3 separate regions of the Ovis aries genome follow, and regions 1 and 3 are each linked to region 2. The links are chromatin contacts, called in public Hi-C maps. All regions are on one chromosome and are shown on one strand. Each heading gives the region's core, a stretch centred on a gene start, on an enhancer-like site or on the middle of the called end of the contact. The rest is flanking DNA. Distances are from core to core; before and after follow the strand shown.

The links. Hi-C and Micro-C count contacts between places; a contact is called where the count stands out from the background.
Region 1: a contact with region 2 is called in a Hi-C map of liver, with 4 times the contacts expected there. The contact joins the promoter of NUBP1 here to the enhancer-like site in region 2. A contact is called at or near these places in 8 of 16 Hi-C or Micro-C datasets (blood, hypothalamus, liver and 2 more).
Region 3: a Hi-C map of retroperitoneal adipose tissue shows a contact between it and region 2, with 4 times the contacts expected there. The contact joins the promoter of TEKT5 here to the enhancer-like site in region 2. A contact is called at or near these places in 12 of 16 Hi-C or Micro-C datasets (blood, hypothalamus, liver and 6 more).

The regions. Positions count from the first base shown.
Region 1 is chr24:9,962,212-9,965,212 of ARS-UI_Ramb_v3.0, reverse strand. NUBP1 (NUBP iron-sulfur cluster assembly factor 1, cytosolic) reads right to left here and starts at 1,344. Exons shown (of 10, transcript XM_042240717.1): 1 at 1,303-1,344; 2 at 1,119-1,223. The coding sequence starts at 1,321.
Region 2 is chr24:9,778,646-9,781,432 of ARS-UI_Ramb_v3.0, reverse strand. No RefSeq gene overlaps it. Among named protein-coding and RNA genes, the nearest start is that of EMP2, 76 kb to the left of the region's middle. Within about 2 kb of position 1,537, at least 7 of the 54 cell types and tissues checked have an H3K27ac peak or open chromatin away from gene starts, as enhancers often do. A contact at or near this core is called in liver, where this site is marked.
Region 3 is chr24:9,936,887-9,939,843 of ARS-UI_Ramb_v3.0, reverse strand. TEKT5 (tektin 5) reads left to right here and starts at 1,326. Exons shown (of 7, transcript XM_004020767.4): 1 at 1,326-1,901. The coding sequence starts at 1,326.

The DNA.
Region 1 (3,001 bases), core at 95-2,594, 180 kb before region 2:
AGAGCTACAAAAAATCCAAAAAAGCCCCCAAAACAAACCCACAAAGCTACCAGCACATCTGAGAGTTCCTTACTTCTTGGTTTACTCATTTGTCTCCTCTACTAGAACATAAAGTCCATGAAGCAGGGAACTCAGCAGTGTTCATACTATATTCCCAAGTCCAGAACACAGCTCTGAATGCAGCAGTGATTCCCAACCTAGGGGTAAACCCCACCAGGATGCATTTGGCAGCATCTTGGGATATTTTTGGTTGCCACAGGAAGGCATGCTGCCCACACGTAGTGAGTAGAGGCCAGGAATGCTGCTAAATGTCCTACGATGTTCAGGGCAGAGACACACAACAAAGAATTATCCAGCCCTGAATGTCAGGAGTGCTGGGAGCGAGATACTGACAAATACTGCAGGCACTTAGTACCTGTCACCGATAACCATTATTATTACACATTTATAATACTATGCCTTCAGTACTTCCTCCTAGTTCAAATCCTTAAAACACTGTTTTTCCCCAGTTTGATGTGGAAACGGAGGGTCAGAGAAGTTAAGGCTTAAAAATGAGACAGATGACTTCATCTGTCTCAATCACAGCTGTGTACCCAGCACAGAACACTGTGCCTTCAAGTGAATGATTCATACTTCTGTTGAATTCATGGGAGAAGCGCTCCTCAAAAAGGAAGGAAATTTTGTCCAAAGAAAACAGCTAGCAGAGCTAGGATTTAAGCCCAAGCTCCCTGACTTCAAAGTTTATACCCTATTCAGGTTGGTGCCACCCTCCTTCCGACCAATTCCACTTGCTGTCACTCAAACTTTCCGCCCCACCCCTCACCCTGCCTACCTTCACCCCTGCCCCGCCCCTCCCGAGACCCCTTTGGACCCCACGCCAGTCACTGAGTCAGGCTCCGCCCCGACCCCGCCAATTTTTCCCACGTTCTTCCCGTCCGGGCTCCGCTTCTGTCACTCATTCCTCAAGCCCCGCCCCTTAACTGCAGAGGTTTCCCCACGCCCGCCTCCTCTGGGCCCCGACCCTGTCACTCATCTCTACCCCCTCCCACTGCACCCACGCCCCGCCTCTTCCGGAATAGTGCCTTTCACTTCCCATTCAAGCCTTGCCCCTTTCTCACCCGGGTCCGAGGCAGCACCAGCTCCAGAAGCGCAGAGCCGCTGATTGGGGCACCCCTGACATGAGGCTCCTCGACCTGCCTGGGCACTGTCGGCCCCTGGACAGTCTGCGCGGAGACAAGATCACAGTTAGAATGGCTCCTCTCCTTTCAGCTCCCCCTACCCGAGCCCCCTCCGCGCGCTCACCGTGAGGCACCTCCTCCATTCTGCTGCTCTGGACGCTTACGCGGTCACCGGAAACCGCGGTTGCATATTTCCGTCTCGTGGTGCTCAATCTGACCCTCCAGCTGCGCGAAATAAGTCTCCGAAAGAGGACTCTGCGCACGCGCAAACCCTGTGTGGCAGGTGCTTAGGGCGGTTTTCTGTTCCTTTTAAAACTGAGCCTCAGTTATCCATCCTAAATACTTCAGCGTGTCTGCTAGAAACAAAGGGGTTGCCCTACATCAATGCCATTTTCATACCCAAGAGATTTGATTGACGCAAAGCTGTTAGCTTATATACACTTTTATTTTCAAGTTAAGGAGGAGCCTGCCATCCTCGCTCCCCCAACCCCCTTGATTAAATTCAGGTTAAAGTTTTTAGCAGAATGCACTTGAAGTTGTAGCGCAGCAGGAAGCGCATGATACCAGTTGGTCCCATTACTGGTGATATTAGGGCTTGATCACTTAATAAAGATGTTGTGTGCTCAAATAGAAACATGTCAGGGAATGGTACCATTTCCATTTGTAATTAGTACAGACTTTGTGGGTGACATGTTGAGGTCACTTGAATATCTTGTTCTCAATCAACCTTTCACCCAGTGGTTTTAGCCTCATTCTTTGCCCGGTGGCAGGGAGGAAAGCGTCTACTGTTCTCTAACCTTCCCCTCCCTACTGCTCACAAGGCTGTAAGAATGATGGTGAAGTAAAACAAAATCAAACACAGCTTCTCTCAGCGTTGTGCCAGGTCTCCTCCTCTCCCGGCCAAACGCCTCTGCTTCACCTGGGATGGGAGTTTCCATCTGTTGTGTTTGGGAACAGAAGGCTGGAAGCCAGGCGGCAAAGCAGATTCCCCGGGCCCATCCCTGACCTACTTAATCAACAGCTAGAGGGATGAGCCTGGGAATCTGCATCTTCACATTCTCACCAGATGGTAATGACATCCACTAAAGTTTGAGAACCACTTCTTACCACGAGCACTCCTCAAGACTCTTTTCTTGGACCACTTTTAGTGGAACTTTCCACATCCTCTGATAGCCCATATGAAACATTCCCCAGTCTCCAGCCCCTATTTCTCACTAAGTTCAAACCCAGGTATCTCAATTGATGCCTATTGGATTTTACTGCATGGATGTCCTGTGAGCATGACAAACACGTCCACAGCTTTCTCCTCAAACTAGTTCCTGTCTCTGGAGCTCTCATCTCAGAGACTGATGCTACCCCTGCTGAAGCACTCAAGTCATCAGCCTGAGCACCAGCCTCCTTTAGTTCTTTCTGTCTCCCCTGTGAAAGTGAAGTGAAGTTGCTCAGTCGTGTCGGACTCTTTTCGACCCGTGGACTGTAGCCCACCAAGCTCCTCCATCCATGGGATTCTCCAGGCAAGAATACTGGACTGGGTTACCATTTCCTTCTCCATGTATCAGTTAGCAATTGCTGCATAACAAATTATCCAGATATCTACTGGTTAAGACAACAGTGGTTTCTTATTTCTCATGACTCCTCTGGTTTTATTTGGGCTCACTCATGTGGCTTCATTCAGGCAGGGGCTGGCTAGAAGATTCAAGACTCTCTTGTGTCCCTCTGGATTTCCCACCACATGGCACCTCTCCACACGTGGCCTCTCATCACTCAGTGGTCCAGCCTGATCACCTTTCCATGGCTGCTGGGCAAAGCTGGGTTCTTGCACA
Region 2 (2,787 bases), core at 288-2,787:
TTCAGCATCAGTCCTTCCAATGAACACCTAGGGCTGATCTCCTTTAGAATGGACTGGTTGGATCTCCTTGCAGGCCAAGGGACTCTCAAGAATCTTCTCCAACACCACAGTTCAAAAGCATCAATACTTCGGTGTGAAGTATTCACATCATGCGAAATGCTGGGCTGGACAAAGCACAAGCTGGAATCAAGATTGCCAGGAAAAATATCAATAATCTCAGATATGCACATGACACCACCCTTTTGGCAGAAAGCAAAGAAGAACTAAAGAGCCTCTTGAAAGTGAAAGAGGAGAGTGAAAAAGTTGGCTTAAAACTCAACATTCAAAAAACTAAGATCATGGCATCCGGTCCCATCACTTCATGGCAAATAGATGGGAAAACAATGGAAACAGTGACAGACTTTATTTTCTTGGACTCCAAAATCACTGCAGATGGTGACTGCAGCCATGAAATTAAAAAATGCTTGCTCCTTGGAAGGAAATCTATGACCAACCTGCTGCTGCTAAGTCGCTTCAGTCATGTCCGACTCTGTGCAACCCCATAGATGGCAGCCCACCAGGCTCTGCCGACCCTGGGATTCTCCAGGCAAGAACAGTGGAATGAGTTGCCGTTCCTTCTCCAATGCATGAAAGTGAAAAGTGAAAGTGAAGCCACTTAGTCATGTCCGACTCTTAGTGAACCCATGGACTGCAGCCTACCAGGCTCCTCCATCCATGGGATTTTCCAGGCAAGAGTACTAGAGTGGCTTGCCATTGCCTTCTCTGAAAGAAAGCTGAGCACCAAAGTATTGATGCTTTTGAACTGTGGTTTTGGAGAAGACTCTTGAGAGTCCCTTGGACTGCAAGGAGATCCAACAAGTCCATCCTAAAGGAAATCCGTCCTGAATATTCATTGGAAGGACTGATGCTGAATCTGAAACTCCAATACTTTGGGCACCTGATGCAAAGAAGTGACTCACTAGAAATGACCCTGATGCTGGGAAAGACTGAAGTCAGGAAGAGAAGGGTTCGACAGAGGATGAGATGTTTGCATGACGGCACCAACTCGATGGACATGAGTCTGAGCAAGCTCCAGGAGTTGTTGATGGGCAGGGAAGCCTGGCATGCTGCAGTCCATGGCGTCACAAAGAGCTGGACATGACTGAGCAACTGAACTGACTGGAACTGTCTCTGGAGCTTTGCTGGTGGCTCCACATGCAACACAGGAGCCACTGGAGATGTGGGTTTGATCCCTGGGGTGGGGAGATACCCTGGAGGAGGGCATGATAGCCCCCTCCAGTATTCTTGCCTGGAGAATCCCATGGACAGAAGAGCCTGGTGGGCTACAGTTCATAGGGTTGCAAAGCGTCGAACATGACTGAAGCAAGTTAGCTCGCACGCACAAACTGTCTCCAGACATTGCTAGATGTCCCCTGGGGAGGGAAGGCAAAATTGCCCCCAGCTGGGAGCCACCTCTGCTCTAGGGCTTTATATACCAGGAAATACAGTAATTGGCCTCCATGAGGAGGTGGCCAGAGCCCACAACAGGTCACAGCATTGGAGGGAACAGGGTGAAGCCAGTGGCAGCCTGCCACACCGTGGGCCTGACCTGTCCGAGCGGTACAGGATGTTCCTGGTCCCGAGGCTGAAACTGCACATTAGCTCAACATTTATCATCAGCTAGAACAAACAGAGGCCAGAGGAACCAGGAAAGAAGGGCCTCTCCGTGTTTATAGAAGGACAGCAGTGTAATTCCAAAGGTGAATGGCACACGGGAGAGGAAAGCGACGTGTAACTGGACCTTGGCACAGGGCTCCCTGAAATATAGTAGCTTTTTTTTGGCCAGGAGGGGAAGTTCAGTTGCCAGGATGTGCTGCCCGTGTCGTGCAGAGAGGAAGGCCGCTGGAGCCGAGTTCAGCATCCGCGTTCCTGCCCTGACCCTGAGTTGGAGACGCGGGACGGGGTGTGACGAGGCGGCCGCCACATCTCTGCCTTCTTAGCTGTGCTTCGGTTTGCATTTCCTTGAAGCCTGTTGGTGGTGCTCAGTTGCTGAGCCTGAGCCTGAGCCTGGCCTCCAGCACGCCAGGCTCCCCTATCCTTCACTGTCTCCCGGAGTTTGCTCAGATTCATGTCCATGGAGCTAGTGATGCTGTCTCACCTGACGCCTGCTTTCCCTCTCTGTCATCCGCTGTCATCCTGGGATGGCTGGTCTTTTGTTCCCAAATAAAAGGTCCCCTAAAGGCCCCCAGATGTTCTTAGAATGAAGTGCGACATCCAGAAGTATCTCACTAGGACCAATGAGACCTGTATGCCAATGCTTCCTGGTGATCTGGTCCCCGCGTTTCCCTGCGGTGTGACCTCAGGCAAGACGCTTGATGTCTCTGGGCCTCTGCTGTCTGTAAAATGGGAGCAGCCATGGCAGCAACAGCAGGGGGGCCTACACCCAGTGCTCGGTGAGGACTATTCGTCTCTTATGACGGTTCATCGGGCCAAGCCCACTTACCTAGTAAGCAGCAGACTTGAGGCTTGAAATTAGATTTTCCGACTCCAGATCCTGTGTTCTCAAACCTGCCATATGCCAGAACCACTTGGGCAGCTTCTGAAGCCTGGATTCCACGGAGGTCGCCATCTCCTTGGTCTGGAGAGCAGCCAGGTGTGGAGGTTGTTGAGGATCTCCAGGGGATTTGAATATGCCACCTTGTGACTCAGGTCCAGTGGAATGAGAGTCAAGCTTGGGCAGAATCTGACCTCCCAGGGCTGGCTTTTCTCACAGAGCATAATGTCCTGCAGGTTCATCCATGCCGTAGC
Region 3 (2,957 bases), core at 77-2,576, 160 kb before region 2:
GGAGAAGGGACCCCACAAATCAATCACCCCTCTTGTTGAATACCTTGAGACTTTATTGCGGCTCCCACCAACCAGGGAGGGGAGGAAGTTTCTTGATGGAATAAAAGTATTGGTATAGAATGGAAGGTTGAACGCTTTTTCTGGAATAATGAAACCCTCAGCCTAGACTCGCATTCATCCATTTAGTCCTGTGTTGGGTGCTGTGAGTTAACGGTGAAGCCAATCAGACATGGCAGAGCCCTGCCAATGAGGTCACAACCCCTCCCCCACCTCCTTATTAAGTTCAGGTTTGGTGAAGTATAATTTACATACAGTAAAAACCACTCTTTTTTGTTGCTCAGTTACTCAGTTGTGTCTGACTCTTTGTGACTCCATGGACTGCAGACCCTAGGCTGTCCTTCACTATCTCCCAGAGTCTCTTCAAACTCATGTCTATTGAATCGGTGGTGCCACCCAACCATCTCATTCTCTGTTGTCCCTTTCTCCTCCTGCCTTCAATCTTTCCCAGCATCAGGGTCTTTTTCCAGTGAGTCAGTTTTTCGCATCAGGTGGCCAAAGTATTGGAGCTTCACCCTTTCTAGTGGGTGGTTCTATGGGTTTTGACAGATAGTTGCATAACCCCCATCACCATCAAGATATAGAACAGTGCTGTCATCATTCCCAAATTTTCTCCCTCCCCTTCTGGTCAATCTCTCTCTCACCGCCAGCCCCGTCGACCTGTCTTCTGTCCACATGGATCTACCTTTTCCAGAATGTCGTGTAGATGGGATCATACAGGATGTGAGTCTAGCTGCTTCCACTGAGCTTAATCCTGCTCTTTTGTGTTCCAAGAGCTCATTCTGTTTTCTTACCCCTGAGTGGTATCCCATGATGTGCATGGGCCACTCTGGTGCCATCCTGGGGACAAAGAGAGAAGGGAAACAACTAGCTTTGACCGCCTTGACCCTGAGTTGATTGGATGTACTGGAGTGGACCACATTCTCCCATAGGCAGAGTTAAGTGTGGAAAGGCAGATTTGATTATTTATTGAAAATATACAAATGCCATCTCTTGCACCTCCAACTCTTGTAGACTGAAAAACTCATTCATGCTGTTGGTTGTCTTGTCTGTGTTTCTCTTGGGATGCCATGGCCCCAGCAGGGGGTAAGTGAGCCGTGGGGTGGGGGGTATGTGGCCCCAGGAGGGCATCACTCCCTCAGGCTTTATGACAACAGTGCCAGAGTCATAGAGGCCCTGCCCATCCCTAAGAGAAGCCCCTTCCCCTTCCTGTGGTGCCCTGGCCTCCCCAGGGTAGACTTTTGCCCTAGCGGGGCTGATGGGGGAAGATGGAGTTTCTTGGAACGACTCAGACTGCCACTTACTGTGGTCCCAAGAAACCCTGTGGTGGGAGCGCGCTGCCCCCGGTGGCGTCCGGCCCGACCATCCAGGAGTGCTACCAGCCCTACTATTTGCCAGGGTACCGCTACCTCAATGCTTGGAGACCCAGCCTCTTCTACAGGGTGGCCAACGCCCAGACCTGCCTGGACGAGGCGGCCACCTGCCGCAGCGCCCTGCGGCCACCCACCATCCTGCCGGCAGGCCGCTCCGCCCTCTTCTGTCGCTACAGTCCCCAGGACTGGGACCGGTCCAACCGGCTGCAGTTATGTGGGGCCGAGGCCTCGCGGCTCTGGGCCGGCCGGATGACGGGCGACTCCATGCGGCTCATGCAGGACAAGGATCAGCTGACGCGCCAGATGCAGGAGGGGACCTGCCGGAACCTGGGCCAGAGGCTGTCGGACATCGGCTTCTGGAAGTCGGAGCTGAACTACGAGCTGGAGAGGCTTCTGAACGAGAACCACAGCTTGGATGCCATCAAGAGGCGGCTGGAGTGCGCGGCTGAGGAGCTGAGGTGCCCATTGCAGGTGAGCGTGGAGCAGGGAGGGGATCCTGGGGGTGCCTGGGATGTCAGCCCTGCGGTACAGTCCTACACACCCCTCTTGATTGAAGGTCAAGGTGACAGGCATCTTGTAGCTCTGTTTGAGCTGCATCACCACCTATCAGTTCAGTTCAGTCGCTCAGTCATGTCCAACTCTTGGTGACCCCATGGACCGCGGCATGCCAGGCCTCCCTGTCCAACATCAACTCCTGGAGTTTACTCAAACTCATGTCTACCGAGTCAGTGATGCCATCCAACTATCTCATCCTCTGTTGTCCCCTTCTCCTCCCGCCTTCAATCTTTCCCAGCATCAGGGTGGGAAACTCATTTTCCAATGAGTCAGTTCTTCACATCAGGTGGCCAAAGTATGGGAGTTTCAGCTTCAACATCAGTCCTTTCAATGAACATTCAGGACTGATTTCCCTTAGGATGGACTCGCTGGATCTCCTCACTGTCCAAGGGACTCTCAAGAATCTTCTCCAACACCACAGTTCAAAAACATCATTTCTTCGGTGCTCAGCTTTCTTTATAGTCAAACTCTCACATCCATACATGACTACTGGAAAAACCATAGCTTTGACTGGATGGACCTTTGTTGGCAAAGTAATGTTTCTGCTTTTTAATATGCTGTCTAGGTTGGTCATAGCTTTTCTTCCAAGGAGCAAGTGTCTTTTAATTTCAGGGCTGCAATCACCATCTGCAGTGATTTTGGAGCCCCCCAAAATAAAGTTGCTCACTGTTTCCCCATCTATTTAGTGATGGGACCAGATGCTGTGATCTTAGTTTTCTGAATGTTGAGTTTTAAGCCAACTTTTTCACTTTCCTCTTTCACTTTCATGAAGAGGCTCTTTAGTTCTTCTTTGCTTTCTGCCATAAGGATGGTGTCATCTGCATATCCAAGGTTATTGATATTTCTCCTGGCAATCTTGATTCCAGCTTGCGCTTCATCCAGCCCAGCATTTCTCATGATAAGTTAACTCATGATAAGTTAATTCTGCATATAAGTTAAATAAACAGGGTGACAATATACAGCCTTGACTTA